Regions from separate parts of the Gasterosteus aculeatus genome. Here region 2 is linked to region 1. The links are chromatin contacts, called in public Hi-C maps. All regions are on one chromosome and are shown on one strand. Each heading gives the region's core, a stretch centred on a gene start, on an enhancer-like site or on the middle of the called end of the contact. The rest is flanking DNA. Distances are from core to core; before and after follow the strand shown.

Evidence for each region. Hi-C and Micro-C count contacts between places; a contact is called where the count stands out from the background.
Region 2: a Hi-C map of whole body shows a contact between it and region 1, with 3 times the contacts expected there. The contact joins the promoter of znf704 here to the enhancer-like site in region 1. A contact is called at or near these places in 5 of 6 Hi-C or Micro-C datasets (liver, skeletal muscle, tail fin and 1 more).

Annotation. Positions count from the first base shown.
Region 1 is chr10:7,049,484-7,056,815 of fGasAcu3.hap1.1, reverse strand. tpd52 (tumor protein D52) reads right to left here. Exons shown (of 6, transcript XM_078081396.1): 5 at 6,450-6,498; 6 at 3,782-6,284. The coding sequence ends at 6,162. Among protein-coding and RNA genes, the nearest start is that of tpd52, 13 kb to the right of the region's middle. Within about 2 kb of position 3,260, at least 8 of the 9 cell types and tissues checked have open chromatin away from gene starts, as enhancers often do. A contact at or near this core is called in liver, where this site is marked.
Region 2 is chr10:7,083,831-7,091,162 of fGasAcu3.hap1.1, reverse strand. znf704 (zinc finger protein 704) reads left to right here and starts at 2,913. Exons shown (of 9, transcript XM_040188985.2): 1 at 2,913-3,931. The coding sequence starts at 3,674. It overlaps pag1 (phosphoprotein membrane anchor with glycosphingolipid microdomains 1), which reads left to right. Exons shown (of 10, transcript XM_040188988.2): 10 at 1-1,991.

The DNA of each region.
Region 1 (7,332 bases), core at 2,011-4,510:
ACTCTGAGATAAATGTGATCTATTTGTGCCTCTGTATTATTCTCAAGTCGAAGTCGAGTTTTCAATTACGTACAAATTTTTCAAAAGCACCTGTGATTCCCTGCCGGCGTTTGATATGTGTGTTTCCAGCCTGTAAACTGAATCGTAGATCTCACGGAGAAGTTTGACATTTGGGTAAATATGCTGATTAGCTTTCATCCCTCTGATGTTTTGGCCTTTTTAATGCGGCGCTCAGTAGGTGCAGAGAAGTGCACGCTGGCACATTGATACACCGCAACGGCTAAATTCACTAGTGATCTCCCCAAATGTTGTCATCTCCACTCTGTGCCATTTACCTCAAATATATGAATATCTAAACACGCTGTGAGAGAAAGTTTCGTTTTGCAGAAGGTTGAGGAAGGAGGAGTGCTCTGACATTTATCATTCTGTGCTGAAAAGGTGGAGGACACCTCGTGTTTGGAGGTGGGCACGGGCCTCCCCCCTTTCTAAATGCACCTCTCCAGCAACTGCAACATTCATGTCTGCCCGCATCCTTCATCAAGCAGAATTTATAAAGCGAGCGTTTTGAATATGCAGCTAAATATCTCGGCCGCAAACGTTTGTCGCCTGTGTTTTATTTTTCATTAAAAAAAAACTTTTTTTTAACACGCACGCACACACACACACGCACGCACGCACACACACACACATGAGTGAAAGAGCTGCGAAAGCCAACTGTGTTAGATCATGTCATCGGGGACTCGACATATGTCCCCGTGGCTTCAGGTCTCGTCCTGTGCTGATGTGAGAGAGACAGAGAGAGAGAAAGCTGGTGGAAGCCGCTTGCATCCCTCCAGGGCGGCTGGTCCAAAACACACAGCACTGCCAAGGAGTTGATAGCAACAAATGCATGTGTGTGTGTGTGTGTGTGTGTGTGTGTGTGCAGCTTTAGACTATGGAGTGTGTGTTTCACATTACCTCCTGAGGCATCACCCATCTGCTCGGTGTAGCATTAAAGTGTGTGAGCAAAGTGTGAGTGTGGAAGCTCACCCTGCATTTGTGTGTGTGTGTGTGTGTGTGTGTGTGTGTGTGCACCCCCGTACACCCTGAACAAGCCATTCCTGCAGCCATTAATGCACATTTAAATGTACAAGCTGTCGTACCTCACGCACTATCAACTAGTGTGTTATCATAGAATGGCGATAATCCCCCGTGCTGCTTTTCACACCAGAGTTCATTGTCCTTCGTCGTCTTCGCCGCGGGCATCTTGCAGAGCGTCACCGCCCATCACATGATCGGATGGAGCCCACAGATTGTGATGCAAAACACAAGTGCGTGTTACATCAGACACAGTGACCGTAGAGCTGCTTTTTCGGGCTGCATTCGGGCTCCCAGAAGATGTTTTCCGTCTTAGAGGAGCACAGGGAGCTGTTTTCGTGTGCGTCTGCGTCCGAATCATTGAATAATTGATGAGGGGGGTCGAAAAGGTGCCCGTGTGCACAGACTCCAGCTGTGACCTCAGTTGATCAGAATCGTTGCCGGCCATGAAATTGGTAGCTTCCCTTTGCTGCGAGGGGCGCTGGGGGGGTTCAACGCGGAGGGGACGTTTGTATCCGTGTAAAAGAATACAGATTTAATTTTTCTTCTGAAAACTCCAGATTAAGAGAGTTTCTGTTGCTGGGACAGGAGGGTCTGGTTTTGGGGTTAGCGAATCATTTGAGAAAATGATGTGTTTTTGCACCACAACTGAATCCTCTCCCAGCCGGAGGTCACCAAGGTCATTGTTCTACCAAGAGGAACAAACAGGAACGTTCAACTGCATGACCCTGGTTACGTGTGGATATTGTAGATGAACCCACAAATGACTCCCCGCCCTTTGCAAAGAGATTCAACTTTAAATTAATAGATAGAAATTTAGGGTAATACAGTTATTCAAGGTGTCCACTGAGACAGTTTGCTTGGACTAGCATGAAGACGCTGTTCTGGCTCTGAGGGAGGTAATTGAAAAAAAGAAATCAGCATATTTGTCGCGCTGAGTCAGTTGAGAAGATCGATGCCACGCTCATGTCTGAATGCTGAAGACGAAGCTGGTAAATCTGTTAGCTTCGGTTAGCACACGGACCGGTAACCGGGGGCAACAGCCAGCATTTCATATGGACTATGCTTTGGATCTATTGTCTTTAGTCAAAGTGGCATAAACCCTCTCCTGTAACTCACTGCATTAAGGCGAATCCCCCTCGGATACCTAAGATTCCTTTACATCAACGTGTGTATGAACTGTTTGGGGTGATGCAAAGACATTTTTTGTTTGCCTTCTAATCTTACACACAAACTAAGCCATGTTTGAACTGAATGTTCTCTCTCTGCACATTTAAAACAAAGCCTGCTTCATCATATAACAAACAAGAGATTCTTTATTGTCTATAAACTTCACAAAACTTGCAATATCTGTCACAAATATACTTGCAACAATGACGTTCTCTAATATTCTTTTCTACAGTATGATGTAATAAATTCTATTTAATGTCTTTTTTAAATAAGAACCAACACACACTGACTGTTAACCCTGTACCAGTTTCTTTCTTAGCCGATCTCTCTGTGTTATTGTTGTAAATGGTGTTTTCTGACAAATTGCTTTCTGGTGCTGTTGTTTGACTCTGTGTTTACGGTTAAGACTTCTCCAGAGTCATCTTTGTAACTGGACGAATCTGGAGACATCTGGTTCTAACTGAATAAAGGGGTTTTTGGCAGCTGTTTGTTAGCCGTTGTCACGGTGCTTTTCTCACCTCCCCGGAGTTCAAAGAATAATTCAATATTTTATTTCATAACACCTGACAATACAAAGGTATTTTTTGTTACTTTTATAATAATACTATGTATAAGTACATGTGTGAGTTACTTTGACTTGTATTTAAATGCTATACTTTTAGTTTTTACTCTCCAACATTTTGAATATTTATATTATATATACCTTCTTGAAAGCTGTAGTTACTGGTTATTGTTGCAACACATAAAACAGCCACTAGAGGTCGCGCCTTCCCACCGCGCGCTGGCAACCCGGAAATAGACATAAATAAACGCGTTTGCCTTTAAAGTCCATTTAAAAAACAAAAGAAGCATCACGTTCGGGGTGAAGTTTCTTTTAGCAGTACTGAAACTTACTTCTGCATAGTTCAACAACTATCCAGCACAAAGTGAGACGTCCGCTATGTGACTCGCGCTTTTACAGTAAAGGGCTCGGCTAACATGCTAACGTCATATGCTAAGGGTTCGAGACGCTAAGTTAACTACTGTAACGTTAGCTTCTACTGCACTGGTTCTACTGGGACGGAGGAGCGGGGAGGACTGGGTGGAGTGCAGGAGATGAACCGGCAGCAGATTGTGGAGGGCGTCGGTGTGTTATTCAGAGAGGTGAGTAACTACTAAAAAAAACTGACTTCTCTACAATAGAAAGTCCGGAACTACTGCGTTGCCATCGCCGTGACGTTGACGCGGTCCTTTTCACGGTGTCTGGTGATGTTTTATTTAAAGTAAGTCTCGGGTTTTATAACTGTTGTAAAGATGTCCGAATATAATAGTTTTATCATATATTATAATGAATATGATTATGCATGGAGAGGGTGCAGCGGAAACCGTATTTTATTATATATATATTTTTTTTATTTATATGTACCAAAACAACTGAAGATAAAATAATGGTTGAAAATGAAAAAAGATAAATTGATCAAAGACAGAGACATGACTCATGATCCAATTCACAAATATGTGTTTAAATAAATATTTGGATTACAGCTCAAAAGCATTCAGTTGCTTTATTTCATTTTATTTTGGCAAATGCAGTTCATTGAAACAGTTGTAACAATGTTAAATGCAATCCGTCATGAATGAGCGTCATACTTGTCTTTACAAGTTAAAGTGACATTACAATGCAATTAACGATGCAATGAGAAAATAAAACTGCTCGTCTGGCACCACGGAGACACACTCAGGTTTTGTTGCAGAAGGGTCATCTCGAGGTTATAACTAAGTAAGAAGTTTAAAGAAAACCCTCTGATACAGGGTCCAGGTGTGGTCTGGATGGAGACAAATAAAAGTCCAGTGTAGCTTCTGTTGCCCTCCTGTGTTCACAGAAGGTACTGCAGTTCAACAAGGCTGTGTTTTGTATCCTTTTGTGAGTCAATTTAAATGCGTTTCCTGTTTTCGACACACTGGTGTGTTATACAAAAAAAAGGTAAAATCCACAGCAGTATGTCGCACTGGGGAAACCCCACCTTTCAGTCAAACAAACCAAGCCATTTCCAAACCAGCACACCGGTTAACTCGGAATAAGGTTCCAAATTGAGGACAGAATTGAGCATGTGTCCACGTTGAACCCTCCTGTCTGAGACAAAAAGTATTAACTTCTCTCAGTAAACCAGGTCATTGCGTACGTGAAGACATGAGGCATTGCACAACTACACATTGTGTCACGGTGGGTGGAAATGGTATGTATGTTAACACCAGAACCCCCCCGCCGCCGTGCCTGTATGCGGTGGTTCTTCCTGTGTGCTGATACACAGCCAGTGTGGCCAAGTGCAGCGCAGCAAAGTGGTGGAGCTGATTTCACCTGCATGTTTTGTTCCCCCTCGTCCACCAGCAGGTGAAGACTTGAACCAGCCCGAGCAGGACGAGTGTCGTCCCTCGGAGTGTCTTCAAATTGACTCTGTACGCTTTGTTCAGTAGCTCTGTGCATGTTAGGCAACTATGGTGATCTTATACTGTAAATCCAGCAGTTCGATGTTGATCATGTTGTTCAATCCCTCCAGAAACTTGTCCGGACAGGACATTTGGGAGTGCCGAGCTCTCGCTCTAAGCTGGCCGAGGCCGCATTAGGTAGAGCGGTGCGTTGAGCCGAGCGCTAACGTCAGCACGCTATCACGCTCGCAAAAACAATAGCATGCTGATGGTCAGCAGATGTGATGTTTACAATGTTCACCATCTCACTCCCGCAGGTCAGCATACTAATTGCTAAATGCTAATTAGCAAAACACAGCCGAGGCCGATGGGACGGTGTCATTCATTCTGCAGGTATTTAGCAATGAACCTCCTGAGAAGGCCGTGAATGTCTGGTCAAAGTTTTAGAGTTGTTAAGATTCTCCAGTCCGGGTCAAAGGACACACAGGGGGACACATTCATTGTAGACACACTCGTCCGTGGCTAAAAGAATGATGTCATACTCGTCCCCTGTTCTTTCACACTGTGATTATGTGCACAAGTAACGGCCTTGCCTCCCTTTTCAGATGGCTGACAGAAATGGGAGCGACGAGGTGTTCGCTCCCGGCAGAACCAATGAACACGAGTTTAAATATTGACTCTGGGAGAGAGATTTATTCCTCTCACCTCGGGTCAAGGCTGAGCCTTCACTGCTTGTTTGCTCTGCCGCCGTTCTGCTGATCTTGGCGGTTTTTCTGCAACTGTCTGAACGTGGAGATCAATTTCTGACGGACTCTTTAACAATGGGGGAGAATGGGCCTCGGTTTATTGTGTGGTTGAGAGGCACAGTGCTGTGGGTTTAAGTATACACAGTGTTGTACCGACATTACACAAAATAAAGCCATCCGTTCATATTGTGAACACAGCGTCGTACTACTTTGTTATTTTAATTTTGAGACGCCTCGCGGTCACAAAGGAAACGGAAATCAAACTGGTGACCCATAGTAAACTAGTCAGGCCCCAAATGTAGGCCGACACAACAGGTGATATAAGAACTTTATGTATAAATCCATGTCTATCATCATCATCATGTTAGTAATATTTCTTTACCTGTGCAAATTTCTACACTCCAACAAAAATATGAGACAGAAGTTTGATAAAAGATCCAGCAGCATGTTCGGCGTGTCGGACCAAAGCGGAGAGACAAGGAATGCGAGAGGAGGAAAAAGAAAAGCATACAGCAGGGAGGGATTCTCCCACAGCAGACTCAAGTATATACGATGGACACGTGTCCCCCCCCCTTCCTGCCCCTGTCCCATGCTTTCAGTTACCACCCGAGTCAACTAGTGAGCGCACGTGTTGAGCAGACAATTAGATCACTAGCTGTGGGGAGTCACTTGTTTCAAATAAAGGAGGACTGGCACATAAGCGTTTAGGGTGGGGAGGGAGGGAGGGGGGAAGGGAGAGGGGGGGGGGGGGTCACGAGGGCCTCAGTTGGTCGGCGTCTCCTGGGTGGCCGAGCCGTCGGGCTGAGGGATCAAAGTGTCGCCGGTGGGGTCGTCGCTGTCCTCCTGTCCGGGGTCACCGGTGGACGGGGTCGGACTCATCTTGGTCTGAAGGGGGGGGGGGGGGGGGGGGGGTACATCAATGGAATTAAAATTTCACACAAAACATCCTATTAAAAATAATTTTAAAATGAATTATTTAAAGTGACCAGTCTTATAACCCAATATTCCTGTTGCAAAATAATGCGCATGTCTGAGTTCCTGATCGCTTACCTTCAACGTCTCCACTTTCTCCTCAAATGACTTGAAGGTTTGAGCATTCCTGTGAAAGAAGGAGACATAAATAAATAACATCACAGACCGGCATTGTTCCGACACGCTTGGAAGTGGAGGTGCAGACAAGGAAGTGAGAGTAGGATACGACTGTATTTACAGAGGTTGTGTTTTGTTAAATGGCACACACACACCGTGGGCTTTAATGTGATCCCCTTCTATTCTGTTCTACTGAGAAGGTGCAAAGAGTTTTTGCAGAATGAAGGAAAAGAGGAGCTAACTGTAAACATATTCCTCCTAACATAACATTTGTTTGGGATTCATACGACTTTAAGAAGACTTTCAACGACAAACCCCCCACACATGTGTGCTTGTGTTGTGTGATATCGGTGTTCGCTAAAGGTCAGAACACTTTAGGAAAATGAACGTTTAATGTTTTAAACAACAAACAAAATGTAAGCATTTAAGCGACTAAACAATTCATTATTTAAATTAATTTTTCAGTTGATAATTACCAGAAAATAAGTGCAGCTCTAATCTCACACATCCAGAGCTTTAACTCATCAAACTGACTGACTAGGTTAGGAACTGCTGGAGGGGCCGCGGCGGTTCTTATCCCTTAAAGCAGCACAGAACGCTGCACACGCTGCAGCTTTCTCGCGGCTGAAAGTGGGCGTCTCCAAACTGACAACTAACCGATGACGCTTCTGGCCTCAAAGATGCTCCTTTATCTCAAGGCTCTTTTTCCTCTTTTACCTCTTACAGCTCGAAAAATAAAAACGGGGGGTCTGACCCGGCGAGATAATAAACGCTGCACCTCCACTGATATCTCCCAGTAGCGGTTAGCGGTGGTCCACTTCAAAAAAACCAAACACCTCCTCTG
Region 2 (7,332 bases), core at 1,664-4,163, 35 kb before region 1:
ATCAGAACCAACTTGCAGCAAATGGTTAGCTGAGAACACAATCAGTGCCTGCGATATAAAAAAATAATTCTGTGCCATATAATGATGAAATTCATGCACTTACTGTACTTATGAAGGTGATTATTTGTATGCCTCTTCTGCAGCTGCTAGTGTGGTTCTAGCTTCTCTAGCTGACTCAGTGTCACGTCGTATTGAAGTGTCAGATGGTGCGTTTCCTGCTATTCGGCGCGAGGTTCAGCAGCACCGTCACTGTGCACCGTCACAGAGAGCAGAAAGTCTCATCTGTGACCGAATAGGTAGTGGAGACTATTTGTTAGAAATAGAATGGAAAACCTTTTGTCTGCTACATACATTTCACTGCAATCGAGAGCTAAGCGGAGCAACGCGGTCTCACAATACATTTTGTAAGCATTTTTATACATTCTATGGACCATGGCAATTTATTTGGTGAATTTTGTATTTATTTAAGGATGTATGTTGTTGTGTAAATGTATCTTTGGGAGAGACAATTAAATAGGCTTCTCTGGAAGTTTCTAGACATTTTATTTAGAGAATAAAGTGTTTGTGTGTAAAGGACAGAGAAAAAGGTACACTTTCCAATGATTTTAACTTTTTTTTAAGAATTCATTGTTAAAAAAAAAAACATATGTGAAAATATTTTCTTTTTTTTCATTTTGCACAGGATTCTACACAAATGATGTGTTAAAATGTGATGATAGGACATAGCAAACAAACAAGGCAAAGTGTACTTTGGGGGTTTCGTGGTCTTTCGAGCCGACTCTTGGTACCGTATGCAGCCCTCAGCTGGTGTCCCGGATGATTTTTAAGCACAAGGTTTAATATCACGGTACTGCATTTACATACAGCTTCACAAAAGCTTTGTCACAATCCCGCTATAGCCCTGCACAATTTAAATATGTTATGCTTTTTAACTTACTTGTAGCACTATGAGAAAACCATATCTGTGTTTGTAGCTTGTACTGACGACATGCCAACTACGGCTTGTATAGGAGCACTATTCTTAATCAACTGCTACTCGCTGGAAGGTTTATGTAAGCTTTTACTTATTTGTACAATGTCCAGAGTGGTATCATTTTAAAATGTATCTGCTAAGAGCACTGATGTCTGCATTGTTTTAAGGAAAACCGTCCAATGGTTTTAAAAGAAATCTTATTATTACTCAAAGTTGTCAAATAGCCTTTTGAACCCTGAGAAGTAGTAACCAATGAAATGTCAGAAATATGGTACAATGTTTTGGTACGTGTATTTTAAGACAAATGGAGTGTGGTACTTTGTTTTTTACTGTGTCAATACTGTTTGATGTTTGTTTTCAAATTCAACAGGGTCAATGCGTTTTGCTGTAAATATGTATTTCACTGCTACAGTATCTCTCCTCTTTGCAGAAAGATGTGCTTCAACCGTTCTAATCACATCCAATATCAGAGCATCTCCAGCCTTCGTCTATATTTCATTAGACATGCGCCCAACAATGCTACAATCCAGTATTCAAGTATTTAATGAACAAAACCTATTAAAGAAATATGATGTTACACTGATGCTACCAAATGATGCGGCCGGGTAACATCTTTGGTTCCATTGTTTAGATATAATGGGTTTTAAAGAATGCTGTCAATGACCTTAGAGGAAATGATCCAATCAAATTAGCTGTTAATGCTGAATTTTTACCAAACACACAACAATTAGCTATTCTGTTGTCTGTCTTGGTCATAGAAACAGCCACACGTGGGAATGTGGGAGGTTCGGAGATGCTCCGCTGCTGCCTCTCCTTTAGCTTTGCTACTCCCACGATGGGACCATTTGTTCCCCGTGCAACCAGCAGACGACCGCATGGTGACACAGGCCTTTGATCACAGGACAAAGCCTGTTTTTGAAGCTATGGCCACATCTGTCACCAATCTTTCCCGTTTCCATTCTCTGCATGTAAATATTTTATCACATGAATTGTTCTATTAAAATATATATATAATATATTTTGTCTTTGTGTATTTCTTTTCACTGGGGATGATGTCATCTAGAAAGAGTGTATGCTTTGTATGATATTTTAAAAAAGACCACGCGGGTTGGCGTCATGTGGGTTGGCGTCAATGAGGCTTTTTGTGCCTGTGATAAGATACATCGGTGCATTCTCTCTGCCATGCAGGGCGATGATCGCGACCAGTGCTGAACTTGATTTATCACACCACTGCGTACTTTACAATCAAAAGGGAGATATTCATCAGCTACATCTTTCTTACTCAGAGAGCAACAACTCGAATGATATTGGGAGATATAGACCTTTTTTATTTAGTACAGAGTATAACTACATGAGCGTGTCTGTGAGTACTGTTACGGTAAAAATACATTTTTGACTGCTGGCTCATCAAATAACGGTATCACAGTGTTTCTGGCAAAGCTGGCCTCACCTTTATATATTTGAATTTGATACATATTTGCATACCTCAGCTATATTTAGTTTGAACATGATGCACTTTCCTTCATTGCATCATCAACTGAATGATCTACAGGGGCTGATTCAAATGTGGGTTGGCTATTACCATACATAACAATCAAGTAATAACAGCATTTCAAAAATAAAATGATTCAAATAACCCTTTTGATTACATTCACAAAAACGAGACCGGTGTAGTTAATTACTTTAATTTTAGAAACAGATCATAGTAATTCAGAACTCCCATGGCACCTGGAAAGTAGGCGACATGCCTTTAACAACTAGGTTATGGCATAAAAACTTATTTTCCGTAGCCTCAATTCCCTTTTCTCTCCTTCTTCCCTTCTGCCGTGCACCCTCCCTCCTCGTCCCCTCTCCATCCTTGCGTCATTGTTTTGAGTGTAGCATCCTCCCCGGCCCGCGTTACCTTCTGTGGGAGGAGAGGGCGGAGCGGTGGAGGCTTGTGGAGGCGTGTGCTGCCCCGACCAATCACAGCCCGCCCTGGCCGCTGGACCGCACATGTTTACAGGCAGCATTCCGCCGGTAGAGGCTCCGCTCGGTCGGGGAAAAGCACGGACCGGAGCGCCCAGTAGCCGGACCGGAGTCACGCTAGGGTCGTGTTTTTCGACCGGTTTCGGCTCGTGCGGCGGCACGACGACGCGCACGGAACCGGCGAAGCGAGACCATTCGACGCGTCTGCCGCCGCTATTCGACGCCCCGGTCGCCAGCTCGCGACTGAGCCGCGACGTCCTCCGGTCGTGTGCAAAAGTCACTTCGATTCCGGGACGAGGGCGCCGGTCCGCGTCTTCCCGCCGCCCTCCGAGCTCGCAGGGAGCAGTTGGGAAAACAAACATGTCGAGCGGATGAGGATTGGTAGCCGGTTATATGTGGAGGATTTTTTTTAGCGGCAAAACGAGTCGCGTCCGTGTTGTCGTTGTTTTTCTTCTCTCCTCTAATCCAAAGTGCTCCTTCGGGTTTTCGGTGCTCTCGTGTTCGGCTCATTGTAGGCCGCCGTTCGGAGCGTCTCCCCCCCCCGAGTATGTTGCCGCCTTCTAACCTTCTACCGGCGGAGCGCTGCGGGCTCGTGTTTTTCTCGACGTTGTTTTGCCGGTTCGAATTCGACACTTGAGGGTTTAAATACAGCGTGTTTGGTTTTTTTTTTCTCGCGGCTCTCGAGTTTAGTGAGACACACTTTTTTTCGTTTTTTCTTTTTCTTTTTAAACAATGCACACGAGGCGTTTGGTGAAGCGGTCGATCCTCGGCAGCCGCGTTTACGCGCCGAGTCCGACGGGGGACGGCGCCCCGGTGACCGGAGTGGTGCAGGCTGTCAAGCAGGAGAACAGAGACGTGCACGCCGGCGCCCGCCACAGCGTCTACACCGTGCTCATGCAGGACGGGAGCCTGAAGGAGTTCTCCGAGGAGGAGATCGCCGCGGGGATCAACCACACCGCAGCCAAAGGACCGCTTAAGTCCAGCTTGAAGGTGCGTGTGGCCGCGCGTGCGCGTGGAGAGAGAGCGTCCCGACCGGCAGGCAGCGCTTCGCTGCTTTTTTTTCTCTCGTTGTTTTGCAGCGTTTAACCACTTCTTGTATGGAGCGGATTTAACGGTTCCACCACCAACACCACCCTTATGCTGCTGCTGCTCCTCAATGTAACATCCAACCGGCGGGGACTAAAGCAGCTCACCGTAGACATATTGCACATGCGTTTGCATATTGCATCGACAGTCGTAACATTTGGCGACATGATGATATATATATATATATATATATATATATATATATATATATATATTTATATTTATATTTAAGACAAAGGCCCCGGTAGCGCCCTGCGCAATGTTTATGTGGGCCGGTGGGAGGGTAGGGTGAGGAAAACAAACGCTCTGACTGCAGCCTTTCGGACTGGCGTGGAGACCCGGCGCGCGGCTTTATATACATGTCGTGTCCAAATGCAGACAATTCAGTGGATCATTAATTGCACGAATGCACTGTAATGATGTATCATGTTTTGGACATTTTCATAGATGGATAATGCTGCAGCTTGTTGCCCTGTTGAATATTATATGGCGTCATGCGAAGTCATTCTGCACGACGAGGCTGTAATTGTTTAGCAACTCCTGAATATAGATGTGACGTTTGAGGCAGAATGGGACGTTTACGAGGATGTCCAAACGTGTAATCCTGATATGGGCCCAATTAGCGTGACCTAATTGGCTTCATCTCCAACCTCAGATGTAGATTGTGTGCATGCATTGTGCAAATCCATCTCTTGGATAAAAACATAGTTTTTTGGTTTACGGGAAGTGTCTCTGTGTGTGTGTGTGTGTGTGTGTGTGTGTGTGTGTGTTGTCCTTTTCACAGTGAGGGAGTGACGGAGGAATGCATGTGACCAAATAACGGCTTGTTTACTCCTTCGATGGCTCGTCTGCTGATTTCAAATCTATTTTCTGTAGTTTTGTGGCCATATTTGCGCTGACGTGTGCTTTGCTTTACATTTCTATTGTCGAAGTAACTTACTGGCTTTTCTCTTAAGTCTTATTTTAGCAACCAAAACAGAAATGTTGGGCTGCTGTTTGTCACCACACAAACCGCTGGACCGCTCACATTTTACCTTTACCACATGAATTACCTTTATGTAAATTCAAGAGAGGGAGGGAGTTCATCTCCTCAGAAAAGCTTAAGTTGTAAATAAATCTTTAAAAAAACTGGCGTGTAGAACCTTAGAAAAGAGACGGCCCTGCGTGGAGAACTGTGGTGGGACATGCGTTTCAAACTTAGGACCATTGTTTTATTTTTCACTCGGTCAAGTCGCTTCCAGCACTCAAGCGCCGCTGAGGTCGAAAACAAGCCATAAATTGGGGAGGAGGGGTGACTTGTGCACGCGTGTGTGTGTGTGTGTGTGTGTGTGTGTGTGTGTGTGTGTGTACACGTGGCTCTGGCTTGTGTTTTCCCCCTGCATGGATGTGCTTGCTCCCACATGTGTATGTGTTTGTTGGATGAGTTAAGAGCTAACTGGGGGGGGGGGGTGTTGTTTGTGAGGGCACGCCGCCCCGTTTGAGCAGCAGCTGTATACAATAAAGCGGGCTACCCACACGATGGCAACGGGTGTTGTGCTGCAAAGAATCTGCATGCATGGCACATTGCCAAGTGCGGCAAACAAATGCCCAATGTTCTGAAAGGTGGGGGTGAGTGGGGGGGGGCAGAATGCCACTTGTTGGTCTGTGCGAGTGTGCGTTGAGCGGGCAGATCCCTCGCCGCCAGCAAGGAGGCGTTGACTTGTTTTGGTTTTGCCGCTTCTTTTGTTGTCCTTCGTTTGCCGTTTGCGGGCCGACGTGGGAGTCAATGAAGCAAGCCTGTTGACGGGAGCTGAGTGAGTCTTTGTTCTGAGGGGGGGGTGGGTGGGTGGGGGGGCAGGAGGGGTCCAGGCAGGCGTCGGCTGTCCTTGTTGGTCGACTGAGCAGCAGCATGAAGCAAGGCGACCTGGACGAGATGAACCGATGAAACGGTCACACATTTAGTCCCATGGTCCTTCAAAAGTATTTGTGTCTCTCATTGGGGGAAAAAACGACTTCAACACGGCGGCAGACACTGCGGTTCACTTCCTCTATTCCCCTAAACCATTTGGTATCAAATGAAGATATCTATTTGTGATTTGCTGTTGCAGTTTCAACACAATTGATCTGTATCAAGTGATCACGTGGCCTGTAGTTAGTTTCATACGGTATAAAGGTTCCTTGAGTTCCTTTTAGAATATATTCTGTTATACGCTTTAGATAAATGTTACAGTAGTAAAATACATGATATGGTTCATTCGTATGTAATAACCTTGTTGTACATGCGTTTAATGTACTTTTGGGGATCCATGACACCAATTGTAAACAGCTGTCAGCAAGTTTACAATAGATGACAACAGCTGCCATGTAAGTAAAAAAAAAGAATGAGTCACATGTTATGTAAAAAGGGTAAATCTAATATTTCAGCTGCAGTGTAACGTCCTGACTCGATGCATTAGATGTGCCAATACAACAAAATACTTCCAAGCAACAAAGAATGTGTGCAAAGAGACACATTCGGTCCACGGGATTCACTGTACTGTGTCAGCGCTCCTCATCATGACCTTTGACCCATTAAGGCTCTAGATGCTTTTTAGCGCTTGTCAAACGGCCCAAAGCAAGTCGGTTATGAGTTTCTGTGTGAGTGGGAGCAATGAGCGATAAAGGGTGGAGGAATGAGGGACACTGGCTATTTATTAGATACACACACACACACACACGCATGCACCAGCTTTGACATGTGCAGCTCACATTTCACAACCGATTTGTTATGCGTCACAATATCCTGGCCCTGTGAAAGGCCATCATTCATGCGCTCGGTGAAAGGATAAAATTGCTGTTGTTTTTTCCCCGCGCAGTCCCCTCGTTGCACACAAACCCCTGATCTTCCCCGAGCCGCTGTGTAATTCATCTTGTTGTTCTAACTCAAGTCTGTGATTTCACAGAGGGGGTTTCACACCGCGGAGCGTTTGCACGACCAGCCTCTATCATGAGCGATACTCATTTCATTAATTCCAAATACATTGTTCTTGTGGTGTGGTGTGTGTGTGTGTGTGTGATTGACGACGGTGCCGTTGTTCTTTCCACTGTCAGCCCTAATTGTGTTGCGGTGCTTTGAGATAAGGGTCTAGATTAGAGGGGACCACTAGGTCGATCGCGGAGGCGCTGCCGTTGTTTTTAAAACGTCACACATGCGCAATCCTTGCTTACCAGCGGGCGTGTTTAGTTTAATTCAAAAGCAACCCTGGCTGGTCATCAATCCGTGCGAGTCATCTGAGTAAGGTGACGACAGAGAACGCGTAGAGCGCTTGTGACGGTTCCTCCTCCTG